2 separate regions of the Ovis aries genome follow, and region 2 is linked to region 1. Evidence: chromatin contacts called from public Hi-C data. All regions are on one chromosome and are shown on one strand. The core of a region is the stretch at or near the end of the contact, and the rest is flanking DNA. Distances in the headings are between cores, read along the strand shown.

The links. A called contact is a pair of places that touch in the nucleus more often than the background predicts.
Region 2: a Hi-C map of hypothalamus shows a contact between it and region 1, with 3 times the contacts expected there. The contact joins the promoter of STK35 here to the enhancer-like site in region 1. A contact is called at or near these places in 3 of 16 Hi-C or Micro-C datasets (hypothalamus, liver and tail adipose tissue).

What each region holds. Positions count from the first base shown.
Region 1 is chr13:52,677,689-52,682,689 of ARS-UI_Ramb_v3.0, reverse strand. No RefSeq gene overlaps it. Among named protein-coding and RNA genes, the nearest start is that of STK35, 67 kb to the left of the region's middle. Within about 2 kb of position 2,004, at least 9 of the 54 cell types and tissues checked have an H3K27ac peak or open chromatin away from gene starts, as enhancers often do. A contact at or near this core is called in hypothalamus, where this site is marked.
Region 2 is chr13:52,744,679-52,749,679 of ARS-UI_Ramb_v3.0, reverse strand. STK35 (serine/threonine kinase 35) reads left to right here and starts at 2,953. Exons shown (of 4, transcript XM_042229825.2): 1 at 2,953-3,311; 2 at 3,903-4,503. The coding sequence starts at 3,006. It overlaps LOC114117597 (a long non-coding RNA gene), which reads right to left and starts at 4,657. Exons shown (of 3, transcript XR_003591236.3): 1 at 4,167-4,657.

The sequences.
Region 1 (5,001 bases), core at 755-3,254:
TGGGGTGTCATGCTATGAGGGTCACGTGGGGTGTCATGCTATGAGGGTCACGTGGGGTGTCTTGCTATGAGGGTCACGTGAGGTGTCATGCTATGGGGGTCATGTGAGGTATCTGAGGGTCACATGAGGTATCTGAGGGTCACGTGAGGTGTCACGTGACAAGGGTCACGTGAGGTGTCCTGTGATGGGGGTCAGGTGAGGTGTCCTGTGATGAGGATCACGTGAGGTGTTATGATCCCTCTGGGTATTATAAGGATTTCTCCTGGGGCTACCTCATAATGAGTGTCCTTATTTTCAGTCAAAAACTGAGACTCAAGAAAGTTTAGGCTTTTGCCCAAGCCCACACAGCTAGTGGGCAGGGCTGGGATTCCAGGTTATTTATTCAGGTATCTGAATACCTGTTTGCTGTGTGACAAACTACACATTTTAAGCAATGACTTAAAACAGCAATCTTCTTGTGTACCTGAATGTGCAGTTTGGCAGGGCCTGGCAGAGACCACTCAGCTCTCTCCTGTAGGCATTCGATGAGTAACTTGGAGGCTGGGCTCCAGTCCCGGAAAAGGTGTCTTCACTCCTGGGGGTGGGCTGAGACTAGGTGAGTGGCTCTCCATGGGGCCTTGGAGCAAGACTCCTGGGAGACTCTCTCTGTTTCCAAAGCCTATTCTGAGCTGACGCCCCACCCCGACCTGCCCCCAGTGGATGGAGTGTGTGGGTAATAAAGCATAGCAAGGAGGGGAGGGATCTGCCTGGAGCTGGCAGGTCCCTCCACACAGGATCCAAGTGGAATGCTGTGTCCCGGAGCCTGGGTAAGCCTGGAGGGCAGGGATGGGTGGAGCAGAGGAGGCAGGAGGGACTGGCCCCAGGGGGTCTGAGCTGGTCAGACAGGCCAGGGAGCCAGACACAGAGGCTGCAGGCAGAAACAGGCCTTTAAAATACAAAGTGGGCTTCCCCGATAGCTCAGTGCCTGCTATGCAGGAGATGCGGGTTTGATCCCTAGGTCAGAAGAGTCCCTGGAGAAGGAAATAGAAACCTACTCCAGTATTCTTGCCTGGAGAATTTTGTGGACTGAGGAGTCTGGTGGCCACAGTCCATGGGGTTGCAAAGGGTTGGACACAGCTGAGTGACTAAGCATGCACGCGTGCAAAATGCAAAGCAGCCCCTGGCACAGCTGCTCCCACTTAGAAGCCCAGCCGTTCAGGCCCAGAGCCCAGGGATGCCCTTGCTTTCTCTTCTCGCCCACCGTCAGGTGGCCTCCACAATGTGGGATCCACGTTAGACCCCCCAGCTCCACAGTCACACGAGGGTGCAGCCCCTGTCCGCTCATGCCTGGATCCTTGCAGGAGGTTCCTCACTGTCTACCTGTCCAGTTTTCAACCATTTTCTACTCAAGAATCAGAGAGTTTTTAAAACTGTAAATCAACATCACATCACCCCCAGTTTAAAAAGTCCGAGGCCTTTCCTTAGAATAAAGTTCAACCTCTTCAAGCTCAGATTTCTACAGACACTGTCAACCCTTTGCCCTCTTCACTCCTCCTGCCAGGGACGATCTCCCACTTCTTTGCTTGGCTGATTCCTTCTGGTCCTTCTAGTTTCAGCTCCAATGTCACTTCCTTGGAGAGGTGCTCTATGCCCACTTGGCCTGAGGTTATCTTTCCCACCCTGTGACATCATTGATTTGTTGGCCTGCTTCTTTCCTTGTCTCCTCTCTGCCCAGCTCTGGCTTCATAAGGGCAGGGACCACATTCATTGTGCTCACTGCTGTGTCCTAGACATCTGAGCAGGGCTTGGGGAGGAGTGGACACATGAGCGACAGAGTTGAATGAATAAATGCACTCATGAAACATATTCTCAGTCAGGGCACTCAGTCACATGCTTGGACCATCTTCCACGCTTGCAAACACATGCACTCATCCACGCCTGGCTCACATATTCAGATGTTCCCAGCTGCATCATACTCAGAAGCTAGGGGTGGTTTTTGTACCTGTAACCAGGGACACTGCCGCCCCCTCCTGGCCCAATCTGGGAAGTGGAGCCAGGTTCACGGCGCCCACTAGAGGCTCACATGCAGATCCCTGGGACTCCTGCCAGCCTTCTTCCAGATGAGATCTCGCTATCATTCTGGACTTTCCCTCTCTACCCAGGCTTTTGACCCTGGGCCTGAACCTTAAGATGTTCTAACCAGCTGTGCAGAAGGAAGGAGGAGAGAAGTGGGAAAAAGACAAGGCAGCTCACCTCTTCTCCTCTCCAAGCCCAGTTCCAGGATCATTGTCACAGGCCTCGCATAGTAAGGATGTAAGCAGTGTTTATACTTCATACGCTTGGAATCAGTTGTGAAAGGCTTTGAATGCCAGAATGAAACACTGGGTTTCATCCTGTGTTCATATGAAGCCCCCACAAGATTTCAAGCAAGGAAGGGACAGGATCTAAAGAACAGACCGGACCACGTGTGTCCATTTGTTCCTTCATGCATTCATCCAACAGTCTGTGGGAATCAGCAGCGACAAGATGGAGGTGATGTTGGCCTTCATGAAGCATGGTCTGGAGTGACGTGTAGGATGGGGATTTGAGCTCAGAAGGGCATCACCCTGGTCTTAGGCATGGTGAGTCCTGGGACGAGAAGAGACTCAGGATAGAGTTCCAGCTCCTGCCAAGGTAGCCTTGTGGGGAGAGCAGAGGTGAGGGTCTGCTCAGCCCCTGATTAGTGCAGCTCCAGGCGCAGCCCCTTTCCAGCTTACCTGACTCAAGAGCTACATCTGTTGATTTTTTTCCAATCCAATCAAATAGATGCAAATAGCATGCAAATATATGCAAGAGGTCCTAATTCAAGGTATGTTAAATAAATGTATTATGGTCTGCCTGCTGCAATTATAGTCAAACTCAGCATTCAGGATGTGACCGACCTGAAATGGTGAGCTGATTTTAGTATCAGGCAGCAGAATCATGTGGGAGACAAGATGAGGCAGAGCTCAGAGACCCAGACACGCCATGTGGGGAGAGCCACACACAGTCAGGTGTTTGTAGAAGATCCACTGTTCTCGGGAGGTAAGAAAAGAGGAAGGGACAAATTTCATTTCTCACCTGGGGCTGGAGTTTCCCTCCTTCCTTTGAAGGAATGTGGATGAGGAGTTAGAAGTCCTGGGCACTCGTCCCTGCCTGGACACCCTGGTAGCTCTGTAACTTCCAGCTGGTCCCTTCGCCAATCTGTTCTCTCCTGTGTATAATGGGTACAATGACAAGGAAGCATGAAGGAAACTATGGCTGGTGACCCTGAGACAAGGATTCCAGAGACAGTAAAGACTCCATATAAAAGAAGGTGATATGATATAGGATGATGACCGTGGAGCATTCCTAGGAAAGAGGATGGGAAGTCAAGAGAGAGGATGGACAGCAGCCAAACAAGGGCATGTTATCTCAAAGTCCACTTTGGATCGATCCTGCAACAAAGATCTGGAGATACTACTGGTGGCATCTCAGAGCTGGTGCATTTGGAGAGCAAGGGAGCTGGAGTATTTATTCTCCTGTACTCATCAGTGATCGGAGGAAGTAAGTTCCTCGGCGGAGGACGTACTTCTCCAGGCACTTCCCTCTCCATAAGTGCTGGCTAAGGGCTGTCCTCTGAAAGACATGGTGCTGGCTGCTGGGCGTGAAGTCACACTGGGAGTTGGCACCAAGGGACCACCTGCCACAGGAGGGAAGTGCTCTGGAAACCGTGAAGGGCTGCACCGGTCCTCATCTCACTCTCATCCGCGCTCACTGAGCACCTGCAGGCGAGTCAGCTCACCTCTTCTGGGCAAGTGAGAGCAGCAAGCCATGTGGATTGCTGTGAAGAGGGGGAGGACTTGAGAGGTGCTAACTGTGGCAGCGAGACCGGGTGGAAGGAGCCCCTCATATGCTGCTGCTGGGAGAGTAAACTGGCATAACTGCTGAGGAGGGTCATGTCACAGGATCCATCAAAATTACAAATACAGTAATCCTTCAACCCAGCAATTTTATTCCTAGGATGTTGTCCAGTGTGTATCCTCACCCATACATAAAACAACATATTCACAAAGTCATCTATTGCAGCTCTATTTGTAACAGCAATGAAATTAAAATAACCTTATATGCACGCGCATATAATGAAATAGCCTGCCAACAAACAAACAAAAAAGAGAATGAATAAGTCCCATCTGTACTATTACTGAATGATTCTTAAGCCTTAATAGTTATTTAAAAATATGATAAGTAAAAATCAGAATAAAGAACTATCTGTACATTTATTTAACAAACTCTTGTATAGCCAATTGTCTTATGTGCTTTTTAAATTATGAATTCACTTAGTCTTCCTAAGAATTCTATGAGATGGGGTTATTGTTATACCCATTTTGCAGATGAGGAAACTGAGAAACAGGTTAAGTAACTTGACCAAGGTCATAAAATGAGTAAACGGCAGAGCCAGGATTTGGAGGGTGGAGGAGCCAGAGAATCTGTGCTTTTTATTATATTTCTTTTCTGTAGCTGGCGATTACCCCTAACCAATCATAAGAGTTCTGTTTTCTTGATCAGTGACGGTGTGAGAAGAGCGTGCTGCACTTCTGGCCCATGAGATGTGAGAGAACGTCTGGCAGGGGCAAGTGTGTGTGTGCGTGTGTGTGTGTGTGTGTGTGTGTGTGTGTGTGTGTGTATGTGTGGAGGGGTAAGGATAGGTTTTCTTATTAATTAAAACAGATGTCCAGGGAGTGTCCTGGTGGTGTAGTGGTTAGGACTCTGAGTTTTCATTCCTGTGGCTGGAGTTCAATCACTGTTTGGGGAACTGAGATCCCATAAGCCCTATGGCATGGCAAAAAATAAAGCGGGGAGGGTGTGTGTCCAGAGAATATGGTCTCTGCTCTTCCTGATGTTTTCGTTATGAAGCTGTCAGTGGAGGCAGCCACCAAGCAACCGGGAGGGGCCAAATCTGAAGACAGGCCCGTGCAGTGATGGGCATCAAGCTACGGAAGTAACCAGCCCTGGGTGTCCAGC
Region 2 (5,001 bases), core at 1,704-4,203, 66 kb before region 1:
ACTTAATTGTGTCACTCTCCCTCCACACCCTTGCCAAACTCACGTGTGGAATTTACAGTCTCCCAGTACCTTTGTTGTTCAGTCATTCAGTCGTGTCCAGCTCTTTGCGACCCCATGGACTGCAGCATGCCAGGTTTCCCTGTACTTCACCATGGAATTCACAATCCCCCAGTACCTTAGAATATTCGGAGATAAAGTCTTTAATGGGGTGATTAAGCTAAATGAGCTAGTTAGGGTAGGCCTGAACGCAGTGTGACTGTGTCCTTTCTAGCGGAGGGAAAGATAACCAACACAGAGGGATGGTCTTAGGCCTTACAGCCAGAAGGCAGCAGCTACAAACTAAGGACAGAGGTTTCAGGAGAAGCCAAAATGCCAACACTTTGATCTTGGACTTCCAGTATCCACAACTGTGAGAAAATAAATTTATTAAGCCACCCAGTCAGTGGTATTTTGTTATGGCAGCCCCAGCAAACTAAACCAGAGGCTCTCCCACCACCAATTTGCGATCACTGGAAAAACTGACCGGGGCAAGAATCCTCAATGAATGTAAAAAGCTGGGTGAGGGTCTGAGGCAGAGCAGGAGAGTCTCAGGGTATCTTCCCATGAGATACTTAATAACCAAGAAGGGGAAACAGCAACTTTCCAGTGGAGGACCTTGGCAGACACCAACGGATCAAAGTGGACGTCACCAGTACTGGGATAAAACGACGTCACCTGACCAAGTGATCAAACTGGACATCACCAGTACTGGGATAAAATGACGTCACCTGACCAAGTGATCAAAGTGGACATCACCAGTACTGGGATAAAACGACGTCACCTGACCAAGTGATCAAAGTGGACGTCACCAGTACTGGGATAAAACGACGTCACCTGACCAAGTGATCAAAGTGGACGTCACCAGTACTGGGATAAAAGGACGTCACCTGACCAAGTGATCAAAGTGGACGTCACCAGTACTGGGATAAAACGACGTCACCTGACCAAGTGATCAAAGTGGACATCATCAGTTCTGGGATAAAACGATGTCATGTGCCTCCTAATGTGGTCCACGGAGGACTCGACCTCTTTTGGTGCCATTCCTACCAAAAATGCATAACCTGATTCTGATCATGAGAAAAGATCAGACATATCTGAATTTAAAGGACGTCTAGAAAATAACTCACCAGTACTCTTCAAAAACGTTAAGGTCACAAAGACAAAGAAAATCTGAGTAATTAACTGCTTTTCTGAAGAAACTGAAGAGGCATGGGGAATCCCTGGTGGCTCAGTGGTAATCTGCCAACAATGTAGGAGACTCAGGTTCGATCCCTGGGTTGGGAAAATCCACAGGAGGAGGAAATCCGAACCCACTCCAGTTTTTGCCTGGAGAATCCCCATGGTCAGAAGAGCCCAGCAGGCTACAGTCCATGCAGGTTACAAACAGTCTAATATGACTTAGCAACTAAACCACCACCACCAAAGAGGCATGACAACTAAATGTAAATATGTGATCCTGATTGGATCATGGGAATAGCTACATTATTGGGACAAGTGGCTACATTTAGTATGGAAGATGTATTAAAAATTGTGTTATTGTCAAAATTCTTCATTTTGATAGTTGTACCAAGGTTTTGCAAGACAATATTCATGTTCTTAGGAAATACACACAGACGTATTCGGGATTAAAGAGGCACGATGTCTGAAACATAAAGTGGTGTGGGGGGAAAAGTACACCCACGTCTATATATAATACATACACAAATACACAAGAGAATACGACAGTGCAAATGTAGTAAAATATAGCAAACTATTATCCTGGTTAAAAAAGTTGTGAGAATCTTTACCATGCTTGCAATTTATATATAAATTTGAAATTTTACCCCCAAAATTTATTTTCGTGATCATACCAACAAAAGTGGCCTGTCCCCAGCCCCCTGGCACTCTTTAGCTCATTCTTTTCATCGATCACACTTACATTGTAAAAATGATTCTGCGTATTAATTTACTTAATAATATCTAACATTTAATGTGTGTGAAGGCCCTGTCCTAAGTGCTTTAACCTTCTAAACTCAGTGAATTCTCACATACTGCTCTTCCCATTTTACAGATAAGGAGGAGAGACACAAGAAAGTGTGTTAACTAATTTGCAGACACCCATATGATTTGATACCCACTCCAGTGTTCTGGTCTGGAGAATCCCAGGGACGGGGGAGCCTGGTGGGCTGCCATCTATGGGGTCGCACAGAGTGGGACACGACTGAGCGACTTCCCTTTGACTTTTCACTTTCATGCATTGGAGAAGGAAATGGCAGCCCACTCCAGTGTTCTTGCCTGGAGAATTCTAGGGATGCGGGAGCCTGGTGGGCTGCCGTCTATGGGGTCACACAGGGTCGGACACGACTGAAGTGACTTAGCAGCAGTAGCAGCAGCAGCAGCAGTGAACAAGATATTTTAAAATTCCTGCCTAAACGGAGCTTACATTCAGCGCTCTCAGCCCTGCACCCAATTAGCCACTTTCTATTTACATCTAAATATTTACATATTAACATTTTATATAAAATATACTTATTTAATTTGGGACTATCAATCCTGGGAGGTAAGGGCCAGTCTACCCATTTTGCAGAAGAAAAAACTGAGGCTCCAAGTGGAGGCAATGGTTTGCCCAAGATCAACAGGTTTAGTAGGGAGACAGGGTATGGAGTCCAACCCAGTCCGGGCGGTTCCCAGGCAAGACCTATGAATCAATTAAACCGACCAATCCAATCGACCAATCAGTATTTATTAGCGCCTACTGCGTGCAGCTCTTCTCGCAGCGCGGGCGAAGAGAGGAGGTTGCGGTGCACAGGCGGCTGCGAAGACTAGAGGCCATAGCCGAATCGCGGGAATTTGGCGCCTATTTTTTGTTGGTTGGGTGTTCTCGCCTGTGATTGGGCCCCCGCCCCGCGTGGGTGCGCCGGGCTGCGGCTCGTCGGCCGACCCTGGCAAGACGCCGGCGGCGCAGCACTCAGCCGGCCTTCCGGGGGATGGGCCACCAGGAGCCTCCGCTGGCCCGACTGAGGGCCGGACGTGCGGCTTATATAAAAAGGTTACGTAAAGGGCTCAGCTGGCGCGAACACGTGGAGAGCCGCGGGAGCCCGGACGCCCAGCTGTCCCCCGAGAGCACTGCTGCCGTCACTCGTGCAGTAGCAGGCGCCGTCGCCCGCCCGACTCGGGCCGCGGCCTCCCGCGCGGCTCCGTACCCGAGGCAGCCCCGTCCCGGGGCGGACCATCCCCAGCCGGGGGCCTTAGGAGGGAAACGCGCTGCCCGGAAGTGGAAGGGCGCCGGCCAGGTAAGCGCGCTGTCCGCGGCGTAAAAGCTAGCACCGAAGCTGGAACTACGGCTGCCGCCTCGGGCGTCTGTGAGGGCAGTTGGGCCCCAGGTTGGGCGCGCTCAGGGACGCCGAACTTTTAAGCCAACCCCTTACACCCGCAGTCCGGCGGGACTTGGGTCGGTCCGCAGGGCTCTGCTCGGGCTTAATTCAATGGACTGTTTACACCCGGGAGAACTCAGGGCGGGACGCGGGGAGGGGCATCCCAGAGGGAGCCAAGCAGCGGAAAAAGATTTCTACAGTCTGAATTGCTTCTGAAGGCGGTTTTCATCAGTCATGGAAACAGCGGGTCCTTGTTTTTCGTACTGCTACACGATAAATTAACTGAAAAGGCGGGGACTTTTTGCTCTTTTCTCCGGCTCCCCCCTCTAAGCCAGTGCCCCGTGGTTTCGTCTTTCCCGCTTTCCCCTCCCCTCCCCCGTTCGCTCTGCAGCCGTGGCTTCCGTCTTAAAGGGGCCGCAACGGCCGGAGGAGGAGGTGGGACGCCCTGAGGCTTACGCTCCAGGCCTCCCCGCCTCGGCCTAGTCGTTTAACCGACTTTTTCGCCCGCAGGTCACAATCCAAGGTCCCGCTCTTCCGCGTCCCGGGGCCGGACGGAGGGATGAGGCAGGGGGGTCCCGGGCAGCGCCGTTGCTGCTCCCCCCGCCGCCCGCAGCCATGGAAACGGGGGAGGAGGACGGCGCTCGCAGAGGTACACAAAGCCCCGAGCGGAAAAGGCGAAGCCCAGTGCCGCGGGCGCTCAGCGCGAAGCTGAGGCCGGCGGCGGCGGCCCAGGCCATGGATCCGGTGGCGGCCCAGGCCCCAGGCGAGGCCTACCTGGCGCGGCGGCGGCCGGAGGGCGGCGGCGGGTCGGCGCGGCCGCGCTACAGCCTGTTGGCGGAGATCGGGCGCGGCAGCTACGGCGTGGTGTACGAGGCAGTGGCCGGGCGCAGCGGGGCCCGGGTGGCGGTCAAGAAGATCCGCTGCGACGCCCCCGAGAACGTGGAGCTGGCGCTGGCCGAATTCTGGGCCCTGACCAGCCTCAAGCGGCGCCACCAGAATGTCGTGCAGTTTGAAGAGTGCGTCCTGCAGCGCAACGGGCTCGCCCAGCGCATGAGCCACGGCAACAAGAGCTCGCAGCTTTACCTGCGCCTGGTGGAGACCTCGCTTAAAGGTAGGAGCGCCGAGGGCCGCCCTGGCCACGCCGGGCCTGGGCCCAAGAGTCTGGTGGCCAGACCCGAACTGACCCCTGGACCCCTAGAATCTGGTCCCAGTCCTGTCAACCCTGGACCCGACACACCCTCCTTTCTGCGCCAGGCAAAAAGTCCGCCCTCCCCTCTCCAGATCCGGAATCAGTTCCCAGCCCTAATGTTAGCTGGTTTTTTCATAACAAGGGCTCATTAAGTGCTAACCATTGTGATACTAGTGCTCCTTAAGTGAGCCATTAGTATGAAACGTCTAGCACTTTGAAGGTCGGATTTGGAAGTGGAGGGGGTTGGGCTCAGAGTTAGTGGAAGAACTCCCGAGCCCCCTCACAGGCTTGGGCCCTTCTCTTTCCCTCCCAAAGCAAACAGAAAGGAAAAAACTCAGCCGGACCCACCCACACCCACTCCTTGTCTGGTTCCAAAAATCCCCGAACCATCGGGCTCCACCCTGCAGACTCTGGTTCGTC